Regions from separate parts of the Mus musculus genome. Here all the other regions are linked to region 1. The links are chromatin contacts, called in public HiChIP or PLAC-seq maps. All regions are on one chromosome and are shown on one strand. Each heading gives the region's core, a stretch centred on a gene start, on an enhancer-like site or on the middle of the called end of the contact. The rest is flanking DNA. Distances are from core to core; before and after follow the strand shown.

Region 1 (2,562 bases), core at 24-2,523:
ACCAATGAATATGCGCTGTTTCTGGTCAGCACAAGGTGAGTGACACATGATTGCAAGTTTTCAGAAGCTTACAAAGGAGAAAGGAGAAATACACAGATAGAAAGTTTCAACATGCTATGTTATTATAGACATTTATGAGGGTCTTATAAAGACCCTTAGCTCAGCCTAGGAGTTAGGAAAGAGCTGTGAGAGACAAGACTGAAAGAGAAGAAAGAAAGTCAGTCTTGATATACACCCAGGAGAACTTCATACATGCTGGGCACGACAGTACTCGTGTTTAGATCCAGCACTCGGGAGGCAGAGGCAAGCTGATCTCTGTGAGTTCAAGAACAGCCTGGTCAACATAGCAAGTTCCAGGACTGCTAGGGCTACACAGAGAAACCCTGTCTCAAAAAATAGAAAAAAATAAAAAATGTCCATAGCCGCACTATTCATAACAGCCCAAAGGTAGAAATAACTCAGACTCATCTGCTAATGAGTGAAAACATAAAATATGGCATTTCAGTATGACGGGATGTTTCTATCCAGTTTTGAGTTTCAATATCATTGTCATACAGATGTCACTATGCTTTCTATTTAGTCATCACCTTCCTACACTGTTACTCCTCTTTGCCTCTCTACTGTTCCCCACTAAGCCCACCCCACCCCCAGAAGCCATCAATCTTCTGCTTTCCCATCATATGTATCCCACTGCCCTTTCTTTAACACAACGATCTCCAGTGCTCCATCTCCCTGCAGGTGTCATGATTTCTTTCTTTCTTTCTTTCTTTCTTTCTTTCTTTCTTTCTTTCTTTCTTTCTTTCTTTCTTTCTTTTTAATGGCTGAAAACAATTCCATTGTGTGTATGTGTTACATTTGTTTTATCTATTCATCCATTCATAGACAAGTAGGCTGATGTAGTATCTTAACCACAGTGAATTAATACACCAAGACCCAGAGAGAGATGTGCACAGATCTCTAGAATGTCTACTTAAAATCCCTTTGTGTAAACACGCAGGAGCAGAATAGCTCTAATTGTTGAACAAGGATGGTATCTAAATTTCAAGCAGTAGAATATTCCAGGAGACAAGACAGATCTGAAGGAAATGAGGTGAGAAGCAAAAGCATATGCCCTCTGTCTCTTCCTAAGGAGGGCAGCCAACGCTGAACAAATAGTGATAAGGCTGAAAGGATGACAGGCTAGGAAAACATTTACAAGGTAAATACAAAAGATAGGCAATAGAAAGAACCATCTGCACCGCCTCCTGTGGTGCAGGCTTGGGGAACCAGGTGTGGGAGGAATAGTCTATCATTAACTAGAACCAGAAGGCTCACTTTTGAGCCGGTTCTCTGGAGAAGCCAGTAGTCAAAAGGATGAGCTCATGCCCAGCAGGTTAAGTGCTCTGTATTTCCTCCCTCTCTACTCAGGTCCCCAGGGAACAGATTGCATGCCCCAGTCCACTCATTTGGCAATGTGACTAGTTTTGGCTGACAGAATAAGGAAGTGACAATTTCCCTGCTCTAAGTTTAAGCCAGAGGAGGCTTCATATGTTTCTACATTAATGTTTTTATTACTGTCATTTTTCATAAGCACAAGTCCGAGCTAAGAGCATGAGGGGCACATGGACCAGAGCTAGCCCCACAGAGTCCCAGGCTAAATGAGATAATGCTCAAATGACCTGCAAACTTGGCAGCACAGCAAGTCCGGGCCACCACATTCCCAGCCTGGGTCAGAAACCACATATGTGCATGCAGTGATGAGTAATTGTGGTGCAGTCTGTTGCATACAAAAGCTAGTGAGTGCTTACAAAATACCAAAGAAATAATGTCCAAAGGGGAAATGCAGATAACAGTTTAAAGCTAAGAAAACAAGCGAGGGCTGAGATAAGTTCAACATTTATTCAAATCACCAAAGTGATTGAAATTAGTAAAACACTATTTAGAAAGATATTTGGATTCTGTGGTATGCAGAACAATGTCCACAAATGTAGCTTGTAGGTTAAATGTCCCCTACAGGGTTTGACTACTTGGTCCCCAGCTGGTGGCCCTGTTTGAGGACACTGGGGAAGCTTTAGGAGATGGACCACAGCTGAATTAAATGATCTTCACAGGACAGGTCTTCAGGTTATAGTTCAGCCCTCCTCCTTGCTCTCTCTGGCTGCTTTTTTTTATCAATCCAGATGTGAGCAAGCAACCACAAGCTCCTCCTACCACTGTCAAAGGCTGCTCCTGCCACCATACCTTTCCTGACAGGCTCAACTGTACCCACAAACCATGAGCCAGAAGAAATCTACGGCCCCCACCTTAGGCTGCCATTTGTAAGGTATGTTATAACTGATATGAGAAAACTAATACACCCCCAAAAGACAATCTTGTCACGATATGTGACAAAAGAGATTCATGTGACTAAGGTTAAAGCTCTTGACATGGAGAGATTATCCTAGACTATCATGTGAGTCTAATCACACAGGCTCTTAAGAGGGAAAACTTCCTGTTTCCCACCTGAACCAGACGGAGCTGAGACACTGACAAAGTTCAAGTGTGAAGGGGCAACCTGCCACTGCTCTAAGATGGAGGATGAGC
Region 2 (2,562 bases), core at 37-2,536, 800 kb before region 1:
CACAAGAGAATCTGCAAGGGATACAGACCTGACAGGAGAATAAGGGTACACTGGCCTAAGTACATGTGTCAGTGAAAGCGACTGCTGACTTTATTAACCCAGAGTCACTTCCCTTCTTAGATCTACACTCTAGAGAAAAACCTCGCTCTCTCAGGGTTCTTGTATGAAACAATTTATGTAACACTGAACTGAGGTGTTCCCTCCCCTCTCCCCACTATTCGCACACACAAGATCATAAAATTAAATGATGATAGGCTTTGGTAGATAATTCTACCTAGGTTTTACAAGCTATTACACAAACACATGAGTTTCGTTTGTTTGCTTGTTCTAACGAGTGTTCCCATGCATGTATGAGCTAGCTCTTCATTGGTAGTAGAAAGGACCATGGCGAACACTGTAAGCTGCTCACACTGCTACAGTGAAAACAGAGGCTGGTTAAAGAGAAGACAGAGTTGCAACAGCAGCATCTGACACACTGAGGTGACGAATCAGAGGCTTGGAATTGAGTATGACGTAATCAAGTTGGACAGGTGAGAAGTGGCCAGGGCTCTGGGCCACTGGCAGCTGGACAGATGGCCACCACAAAGCCCTAGAGGCACATAAGGTGCAAGTGTCTGTGCTGGCAGCTTTATGTCAAGTTGACACAGCTACAGTCATCACAGAAGAGGACGCCTCAATTGAGACAATGACTCCATAAGATCAGGCTTCGGGTAAGCTTGTAGACATTTTCTTAACTAGTGATCGATAGGGGAGAGCCCAGCCCAGTTGTGGGTGGTGCCATACTTGGGCTGGTGGTCCTGGATTCTATAAGAAAGCAAGCTGTACAAATCATGAGGAGCAAGCCAGTAAGCAGCCCCGCTCCATGGCCTCTGCTTCAGCTCCTGCCTCCAAGGTTCCTGCTCTGTTTTGAGTTCCTGTCCTGCCTTCCTTCAATGATGGACTATGATGTGAAAACCTAACTTAAATACTTTCCTACCCAAGTTGCTTTTGATCATGGTGTTTCATCACCACACTAACCCTAGCTAAGATAGTGTCCTTCTCTTCTAAGTTCTAAGACCACTTCTAACAAGAAGCTTCCACCTAAGAGACCACGTTAGACCACCTCTAGACAGGAAGCTAAATATGGGGTAACCAAGAGAACTACATGGTGGTGGCTGGGAGAGAGGCGACACTGCACCATCGAGGAGCAACATGCCTAGTCACATGAGCGTGAGAGCAACGAGACAGTCTAAGGCACAACCTTGAGATACAAGGCTGGAAATCCAAATGTTGCCCAAGTGACTCACAGCACAAAGTCAAGGTCAGGAGCAACAAAGCTTGAGTCAGAGAAGGACAGAGGCAGCTTCAGCCACCCCGAATTGGGCAGAGGACACAGAAACAAGGCACATGCACAGCCATCTCCCTGACTGGGCTAAGTAAAGGGACACACAGAGCACAGAGCATGCAGCCTTCTCTTGGTTCAGTCCCTGTTAGCCCAGAGAGTTAACTAATCCCAACAGAGCTTGCCTCCACTCTTGTCCAGTTTTCCCACAAAAACCTTAAACAGAGCAGTTCAGTAGCCTTTTCCTCTCTTGGAAACTCCTCAATCTCTCAGGAGTCTCTCTCTTTTCTTTAGCTTCTCACTATGTCTCAATCTCTCGGTGTTCTATAAACAAAGCTTGCTTCCACTTTGCATATTCTCACCAGAGTTGGCATTTTTAAATTTTCATTGGCATAATACAACATGGAGCCACTATCTCAGGACGACCTTTGGTGACCACTGAGTATCCAGCACCATAAGGCTATGGTTCAAGCAGAACTAGGCAAAGGGTCCCATCATACTGAAAAGCCCTCAACCATATGTGTCTTAGGGTCAGCCTTCTTCCACAACCACCATTAACAGAATGATACCACAGCAGCCGCAAAAGCACGCTGGCACCTATCGAGCCACCCTGCAGGATTTAACGAGTAGCTATTCTATTACTATACCATATATGCACATATAATCCATCACATAACAAAAGCCATTCAGGTGACCTGTGTCTTGGGGAGTGTGGTTGTTTGTTGTTATTTCTGATGATGTTGCATTAAATGCCCTCCTGTTGCTGTACTTCTTTCTGGGATAGCTCAGTTCTAACTGGTTTTGGTTTTGTTTGTTTCTTGGTACTGGGAAGTGAAACACAACATTCCTAAGGGCTGGAACTTTTGTTTCTACAGAAAAGCTCCCCAAGCTAAGTCAGTAAAGGGAAAACAGACTTCAAATTCAAATTCAATGCTTTCAACAACTAGCTAAAATGTCAAAGAAACTTCTAGTTGCAAGCAACTCAGCCAGGTTTCTTTCACCCTCAGGAGACCTCCACAGCACTGAAAGTGTTGTGAATTTGACAGGAAATGCCTCTCAGTTTGCTATTTGTCTCTGAGAGCCACCAGCCCTCACTTTAAGCATCTTTACCTGAGTTTGTGGGCCTCTGCCATGGATCAACTGCATGTCCTTGGGATCTCTCTCTCTCCCTAAGACTTTTCCTTTCCTTTCAATCAGTAGAAGTTCTCCTCAATGTAAAAACAATTCTTTTCTCCTGGTTG
Region 3 (2,562 bases), core at 34-2,533, 760 kb before region 1:
AAAAAAAAAAAAGAATGCAGTAGCCACAAGAATCATTTAATAGGAGAAATGACAGGAGACCATCCACGGAGGAAGATATGAACACTCCTCGGGGACTCCTCTGGAAATTTACATGTTAACTACTACATTGCCCTTATTGTTCATGCTTTATGATAAATTCAGTACTTCATCTCGAACCGTCCCTTGCAAACCTAAATCAGTGAATTTTCCATGTTCATTTTGTACCAGAATTTACCCTATATTTCTCTTCCTTCGTCAGAGCCCAGCTGTCTTTCTGATCATTGAAGCTCACAAGACTTTATAGTGACTAGCTTGGCGTATTCATCTTTTCAAAGCCATGTTTATATCCACACTGTGTGTGTGGGGGGGGGGGGGAGTGGTGTTATCTAAATAAATGATATTAGCAGTGGGAGTTTCAGGCCATCTTGTGACTCTGTGGGGAAGCAAATTGGTGGCAAGTGCACGTCTCAGTATCTTGAACATCCATCCACCTGCTTTGCAACAAGTACGGCTTGGTTTAGGTTATGAAGATCTTCAACAGATAGACTGCAACTTCCCCAGCCTTGAATACCATCCGCAGGCAACATTAAGTACTATTGTTAATGAAGACTTTGTTGATTATGTTTCTGCAGGTATCCTGATTAAGCCTATTGTACAAGTAAGGAGTACTTCCTTCACAGTTACATCTGTAACTTGTCAGACCCCATAGGGACAAAGGAACTTGAGACAGATTCTTGGAAGAGTTACCATAGAAGAAGCCCACCTTGCCCCAGAAGTTGGCTTTGGGGACAATGTACTAACCCAAGAATGACTTCCACGTCAGATGTTTCAGGTGGGCAAGAAAATGTGTAGTCCACTTTAGTACAGTAGTACTGAGTTCAGGGCTGGGGGCTCAAACCTAAGGCTGAATCGGCTTTGGAAACTCGCCGACCTTGCCAAGCTTCAGTTCCCTGAAAATTGAGCCAAGAATAGCATGCACCTCACAGGCTTGTTAGGAAGACAAATGAGTTAATCCGTGTGAAACGCTCCCATACAGTGCCTGCCTGTGGGGGTCACACCTGGTGAATCACAGCTCCACTGTTATTATGCGCACTGTAACAGGATGCGCCTACCCTTCTGCTGGCTAGCTTCACTGACCTCGCATACGAGGTATTTTTTGCTGTTTTAGTCAGAATGCACTCTGAAATGGCAAAATATGCAAACTCGGGTCCAGATCACTACAAATGCAAGGCATGTCTTGGAGTTCCCCTTTCAGTAGCTTCCACAGAAATCTGCCAGAAGTCATTCACTGAACTTCATTGTACTTCCCCAAATCACCTCTCACTTCTCTTTTGTTGCGTGTCTGTCCTGTTTCACTCGGCTTGTTTTTAAGAGGTTGGTTTTTTTTTTGTTGTTGTTGTTGTTTTAAAGTGTGGGGGATTGTGATGGATGGCACATTCTTTAGCCATGAGCAAACGAGTCATCTAAGTGAGAGAAACGTCTCAATTCACGTCCGATCTAAAGGGTGCCGCTTGGCAAGTCTGTCTCAAGATTGTTAGGTTTCATAGTTACCGTCAATTTTCAGTCTATCCACATAAATAAAAGACTGTCTGGGTAGATAACAGAAAATTACAGATTTTGAAACTGTGGCTAATCCACACAGCAGAACGAAGCCAAGTTCCTCCGTGGGCTTAGGGATGGTGCCAAGCCTGTTAAACAAATTTAGCCCCTCCCCCGCCTAAGCTCCCTTTTATGGATGCTTGATATATTCTGTCTTCTGTAAAAATATATATATAACAACTCCAGTCACTCTTCCAAGAAAACTGAGGCTCCTGGATTCCAATAAAAACACAAATTGCAAGGCTGGGCTCTGTCATTAGCTTGGGCTTCTCTAAGGTATTGAGCTGACCACATAATGAAGCCATGGCCCATGATACTTTCCAGTGAAGACAACCCGGACACAGGGCCTGCCCGATGTTGTTCTAGCCAGCCTCAGCGCATAGCAGGGGACAGTGGCACAAGGCTGAGGTCGCCTAGTCAGAAATGGCAACAGTCTCGGCTCCTTCACAGTTTACTCTCACTCTCAACACTCATTGCATCCTGTGGGGAGCACACGGGTCAAATCTCTTCTCCCGGTGAGTGTTTGCAGAAAGCTATTCAGTTCTACTACCAATACCCTGAAGATTGATCTTACAGAACCCTGGTTGAGAAATATCACCTCACACCAAGCAATGTTAGGAAATACTTTTCATCAAAAAATTAGTTATCACCAAAACCTGTTCTTTATTTTTTTTTTATACTAAATAGCATTTCCCATGAGTTTGTTAGTAGATCTCATGAGATCTTAAGTCGGATGTTTATAGAGAACTTCTTGGCTCTGAACTGAGGAAATAGAATATTGTAGAATTACACACATGAAAGTACCAGATGGAGACAAGGGAGTAAATAAACAAATATTGCTTACATCTATAGTGCAGTGTCTACACTCTGAAGGAGTTTGTATATGTATTGAAAGCATGATTTGCCCATAAATTTCCACTATTTGACATATATATATATATTCCAATAGGAGTAAAAGAAAAA
Region 4 (2,562 bases), core at 37-2,536, 710 kb before region 1:
GATGCTTTGCTTGCCAGTTGAACTATGGTCTTTGGTTCTCACAGCCCATTAGACCTCATAGCCTGAGGAGATGCAGAGGAAACAGCTCTCTGTACACCTAGTTCAGCATCTAGAGGTCTGTCTATCAGCAAGACCTTTCTGCATAGTCATCTAGACTACTGGCTATTCTAAGACCATACAATTTAACAGAATACAATTACAGTGAAAGCCTCCTATCCCTGTATTACTTGTAGGCAGTTGTACTGGCCAGAAAGGACAAATATATTCAGACTGCTATATAGAGCTTATTGCATGAAGCGGTAAGTGGGCAGCTTTTAAATAGGAAAATCTTACATAGTAACACCCCTCCCCCAATGCATAGTCAAGAGGTTTTTCGATCTAAACCCAAATACTCAAGATCAAGTATCATTTTCTTTATTAAAAAAAGCTTCACATTTTCAGAACAGCCTTCAAAACTGCCCCCAAATTGCAGCAGGAATATTTTTTGAAAGTCAGATTTCCATTATTCATGGTGGAAATTACAAGGTCTGTGGCTCTTTCCAGCCCAAGTCTCTCTTGATGCCCATTTTCCAGTTATTTCATGTTTTCCTGGCAGCCCACAGGGGAGATGTGGAGATCATGAGATTTAGAGGCTTGGTTACAAAATTACAGAGGAGAAACTCACCAAATCCAATCTTCTCATTTTGCAGGTAGAGAGACCGAGGAAGGACACTGCTAAATGACTTCTCTAACACTCTTCAAAGGCTTCCTGGAGCTGGCTGGCATTAAAGGCCAGGCCCTTGCTTCCTGCTCTACCACATCTTGATAGATATTCCCCAGGAACAATGAGAACACACTCTCCAATAATTATTAGTGACAAAGATGAAGTTTCAGACAATACATAGGACATTTCTCCAACATGTTCTTTTCCTATTGGGATTGCTCATTCCATGGTTGTCATTAGCAACAAGATAATCAATGACATAGATTCATATAGTCAGTCCCGACTCATATCTAACTCACGTCCTATAGCTCCACTACCTAATTCACAACCACTGTATCACATGCTTGCTGAAATGGGCTTATTTTTAAAATTATTATTGTTCTTATCATTAGTGTTTTTATAATGTGTGTGTGTATGTGAGAGAGAGACAGAGAGAGACGGAGAGAGGGAGAGAGAGAGATAGAGGGAGTGTGCATTAGTGTTTCTACGTGTGTGTGTGGGGGGGGGGGATAGACAGAGACAGAGAGACAGAGAGAGGAAGTATGCATTAGTTTTTCTAAGTGTGTGTGTGTATGAGAGAGAGAGAAAGAGACAGAAAGAGGAAGTGTACATTAGTGTTTCTAAGTGTGTGTGTGTGAGAGACAGAGACAAAGAAAGAGAGAGAGAGATGGAGGGAGTGTGTGTGCACACATGGATGGAGGTTAGAGGACAACTTTGTGGAACTGTGGGACAGGTTCCCTCGTTTCTCCTTTACCTGGATTCCAGGGATCACACTTGGGCCACTGGACTCATGCAACAAACGCTCTATCTGATGAGCTGCCTCACTAGCTCTTAAGTGTATTTTTTTTTTTTCAAGACAAGGTTTCTCTGTGTAGCCCTGGCTGTCCTGGAACTCACTCTGTAGATCAGCCTGGCCTCGAACTCAGAAATCTGCCAGCCTCTGCCTCCCAAGTGCTGGGATTAAAGGCATGCGCCACCACTGCCCAGCTTCTAGGTGTATTTTTAAATTTGCATCACACCCATTCTTTCCATGCTTCCTGTTTATTGCTTGCTTGAGTAACCATTCTGCTGACTGGGGCTTCATCCTACCCTTCACATTCTTTTCATTAGCGATTTCTTTGATGCCATCCCCTAGATATTTGTTTTAATCTCTTAATTTTTATTGACATGTATTATCATTATATCTCACCAGGACCATTGGCATTTGTCTCCCTCTCCTCTTCAAATTATTCTCCACACCACCTCACTGTCATTTTCCCAAATTATAAATATTGCTTTGTTATTATTTTGTCTGAAACTTTACGCTGTCTTCTTTGCATCTACTGGTGCAAGCCAACTTGTTATTTGTAGTGTCAGATTCTATAGACACAGAAATCCTTATGTTTTTTGCATTTATTGAGTTACTGTATGCCTAACCCATCTTTGCACATACAGTTTCCTTCATCTAAAACACCGTCTTCTGCTCCCTTTCCTCATATGTTCCCCTTATTATTCTGATTCATCCTTCAAAATCCAGTATACACAGGCCAATGAGATGGCTCAGTGGGTAAGGACACTTGTCCCTAAGCCCAATGACTTGAGTTTGACCCTTGGCTTCCATGTGATGGAAGAAGATCACCAACTCTCAAAAGCTGGTCTCCAACCTCCATTCATGTGCCATAGCACTCACTTGCTCTACTGATTAATAAATAGATGTACAAAATTATTAAAGAGAAGATATATAGATGTTGGAGGTATAGTTCAGTTGTAAACACTTTTCATAGTATGCACAAGCCCTGGGTTCCATCCCCAGAACTGAATAATAATAATAATAATAATGATAATGATAATGATAATATAGCAACAACAACAACAACAAC
Region 5 (2,562 bases), core at 27-2,526, 570 kb before region 1:
AGATTGCAAAGGAATGAACCGTTAATCCCCAAGCCCTGTGGCCCCGGACCCAAACTGATGCTTGACATTTGTTGATCCAATATAATGTGGAAATTTCTAAGAAGTATTATCAAGCCATCCTTTAAGCTTGTAAAAAGTAGAGAATTACTCCATAGTGCAAGCCAAGTGATCTAACAATAGAGCTTTAAACACATCCTTCCTGAAGGGGATTACAGCAGCTACATTTTCTTGTACTTCCTCCTGCTGGCATTTCTACCGATTTCTCAACACCAACAGATCTGCGGACAGTGGTCTGATCTTCGTTTGAGTTTAAAAGTACCTTTCTAGGCAGTTTGAAACTTCCACCTTCAGGAAAACCAGTAATGATTCTTCATAGAATAACCTTTTAGTCTGCTTTTTATGATGTTGGTGAGGAGTAGAAACTGAAGTTCTCTCGGGGGCAGGAACCTCTTCTCTTTAACGCACCTCCTGGGGAAGAATTTTGCCCCGGCTGCTCAACTTTCTATTGGCACAGGACCCAGAACTTCTATATATGGCTATTTGCAATCACAAACCACATACCTCTACCTCGATACCTCACCTGCTGACTCAAGAAGCAGGGGAGGTGATTCATGTCTAGTGAATAGAATTCTGTTGCAATCAAAGAAAACGGTGTCTTTTAAAAGAGAAAACCGAAGTTCCCCAACTCTCAAAGTCCAATACATCTTTCTCCTACCTATACAAAGTAAAGCTAAAAGACACTTGGAGGGGAGAAAGATCTCTCATGGGAGCCTTAGGAAAAAAGTTCTCAGCACAGAACTCTGAGCAGGGGCAGGAGACCTTCCTCTAACCCTTCTTCTTTTAAATGTTTCCGAGACATTTAGGAATGAGCAGTCCCCTGGATGTGAGCTTGGGCTGCAAGACCCTAAGTTTGATAACTTACTCAGCTCGGCCCTTGTGCCCCCCAGGTCAAGTCTCTTCTATTTCCATAGAAGGGAAGAGGGCTTGGGGGAAGGGAGGGGAGGGAACAGCCCCAGGAGCAAGCTGCGCTCACGACCTGGGACTCCGCGGGAACCTGATGTTCCGTGGTTGTAGAGGGGCGGGCATGGGAAACTTACCCTTGGGGCCGCGGAGGCGAAGCCCAGGCAGAAGCTCAGCGAAGGTGAAAGATCAGCCTCGGCCGGCCGTAGCTCCCGGCTAGCCTGGGTGGCAACCCAGACCGCACCCTTCCTCAGCCCCTCCTCCTGTTTCTACTCACGGACTGCCCAGGACCGGCTTGCAAGTGGCTCTTGGATCCAGGATCCTCTCTGCTCCAGTCGTGACCTACCCACCACGCCCCCCTCGCAAGCCCTCCCCTTCCCCTGTCTCCCTCACATCCTCCTCCAGCTTCCTCCAAACCCAAACCCTTTCCTCTGTCTTCTTTCTTTTCACTTTTCTCACCCCCCGCCCATCCCCCGCCCACCCCCACTCCCACCCCCTCCTTTTAGGGCTTGGCTCATTTTCTAGACAGCATGGATTCAGAGTTGACAGTCCTCACAGGTACCTATACTAAGTATGGCTTACTTACCTAGAGGGTCCTTCGAGTCAGGCACTGGTCTAAACCCCGCATGATAACCAAACTACAAGACAGATGCGATTGTACTCATTTTACAAGGAGTCACAGAGGCAAGGGAGGTCAAATCATACAGAAAGAACGGCAGAGCTAGATTTTGAGTTTATGAGTCTGAGGAGTGTCTCTGCTTGGCCTTTTGACTCTAAAGGGAGGATTAGAGCTCAGAGAAGCACCAGTGTTTGTGTTTTGAGCCCTCAGAACCACAGGTAAGTCACGGAGGATAAACATTAAATTCCCACTAAAATGGCCAGTTTTGTGTCAGCTCCCCACAAACTAGAACCCTTAATTGAGAAAGTGACTCCCATAAAATGAGGTTTAGGCAAGCCTTTAGGACTCTGTTTCCTTAATTAGCGTTTGAGGTGGGAGGACCCAGACCATTGTGGGCGGTGCTATCCCTGGGCTGCTGGTCCTTGTATGCCTTTAAGGACTGATCAAGTCCTAGAGAGCAAAATAGACAGCATTCTTCCCTTGGCCTTTGCGCAAGCTCCTGCTTCCGGTTCCAGGGTCCCTCTAGGTTCCTGCCCTGACTTCTTTCAATGGCAGGGTGTGCTGCGGACGCATAAACTGAAACAAACTCGTTCCTTCCTCCTCAAGTTTCTTTTCGCCACGATGTTTTACCCCAGCAATAGAAACCTAAAGACATCCACTTAATATCGGGTAGTGTCTGTGAAAGAAGATAGGTGGAAAAGCCACTAATTATCAGACATTGAAGTTAGTGGACTATGTCATCTGTTTACTTTTACATTCTTCAGGTTGTTTCTAGGACACAGAAGTTTTTATTAAAGCCTGTGGAACAGAGGGGCTAGGGGAATATCTCAGAGGGTAAAAAGTTTGTAAAAAACGAGGTCCTAAGTTTGAATCCTCAGGACCCATGTAAAATTTGGTATTAATCTGTGTTTTGGAGCTGGCTGGCAAACCAGCTTAACCAATGGTAAGTTCCTGGTTCTGTGTGAGACTCTGTCAAGGGAATA

The links. HiChIP or PLAC-seq counts read pairs in DNA pulled down with a chosen protein or histone mark.
Region 2: a contact with region 1 is called in an H3K27ac HiChIP or PLAC-seq map of microglia, with 5 times the contacts expected there. The contact joins two enhancer-like sites. A contact is called at or near these places in 4 of 39 promoter capture datasets (the 3T3-L1 cell line, HPC-7-derived erythroid cells, hippocampal neurons and 1 more) and 1 of 115 datasets of contacts at active chromatin or transcription factors (microglia).
Region 3: an H3K27ac HiChIP or PLAC-seq map of microglia shows a contact between it and region 1, with 5 times the contacts expected there. The contact joins two enhancer-like sites. A contact is called at or near these places in 1 of 39 promoter capture datasets (hippocampal neurons), 2 of 484 Hi-C or Micro-C datasets (both in B cells) and 1 of 115 datasets of contacts at active chromatin or transcription factors (microglia).
Region 4: an H3K27ac HiChIP or PLAC-seq map of large pre-B cells shows a contact between it and region 1, with 2.7 times the contacts expected there. The contact joins two enhancer-like sites. A contact is called at or near these places in 1 of 39 promoter capture datasets (maxillary cranial neural crest) and 2 of 115 datasets of contacts at active chromatin or transcription factors (large pre-B cells and trophoblast stem cells).
Region 5: an H3K4me3 HiChIP or PLAC-seq map of bone marrow-derived macrophages shows a contact between it and region 1, with 7 times the contacts expected there. The contact joins the promoter of Anxa3 here to the enhancer-like site in region 1. A contact is called at or near these places in 9 of 39 promoter capture datasets (the 3T3-L1 cell line, 3T3-L1-derived adipocytes, cranial neural crest and 6 more), 13 of 115 datasets of contacts at active chromatin or transcription factors (acute myeloid leukemia, bone marrow-derived macrophages, cardiomyocytes and 7 more) and 1 of 9 other capture datasets (embryonic stem cells).

Annotation. Positions count from the first base shown.
Region 1 is chr5:96,221,077-96,223,638 of GRCm38.p6, reverse strand. All of the region lies in intron 2 of Mrpl1 (mitochondrial ribosomal protein L1), which reads right to left. Among named protein-coding and RNA genes, the nearest start is that of Mrpl1, 12 kb to the right of the region's middle. Within about 2 kb of position 1,273, at least 206 of the 459 cell types and tissues checked have an H3K27ac peak or open chromatin away from gene starts, as enhancers often do. A contact at or near this core is called in 3T3-L1-derived adipocytes, B cells, acute myeloid leukemia and 5 more, where this site is marked.
Region 2 is chr5:97,023,770-97,026,331 of GRCm38.p6, reverse strand. The region is part of intron 1 of Bmp2k (BMP2 inducible kinase); the gene reads right to left. Among named protein-coding and RNA genes, the nearest start is that of Bmp2k, 27 kb to the right of the region's middle. Within about 2 kb of position 1,286, at least 40 of the 459 cell types and tissues checked have an H3K27ac peak or open chromatin away from gene starts, as enhancers often do. A contact at or near this core is called in microglia, where this site is marked.
Region 3 is chr5:96,978,937-96,981,498 of GRCm38.p6, reverse strand. No RefSeq gene overlaps it. Among named protein-coding and RNA genes, the nearest start is that of Bmp2k, 17 kb to the left of the region's middle. Within about 2 kb of position 1,283, at least 118 of the 459 cell types and tissues checked have an H3K27ac peak or open chromatin away from gene starts, as enhancers often do. A contact at or near this core is called in B cells and microglia, where this site is marked.
Region 4 is chr5:96,935,170-96,937,731 of GRCm38.p6, reverse strand. Gm46916 (a long non-coding RNA gene) reads left to right here. Exons shown (of 2, transcript XR_003955943.1): 2 at 690-2,562. Among named protein-coding and RNA genes, the nearest start is that of Gm46916, 4.9 kb to the left of the region's middle. Within about 2 kb of position 1,286, at least 10 of the 459 cell types and tissues checked have an H3K27ac peak or open chromatin away from gene starts, as enhancers often do.
Region 5 is chr5:96,792,099-96,794,660 of GRCm38.p6, reverse strand. Anxa3 (annexin A3) reads right to left here and starts at 1,276. Exons shown (of 13, transcript NM_013470.2): 1 at 1,098-1,276.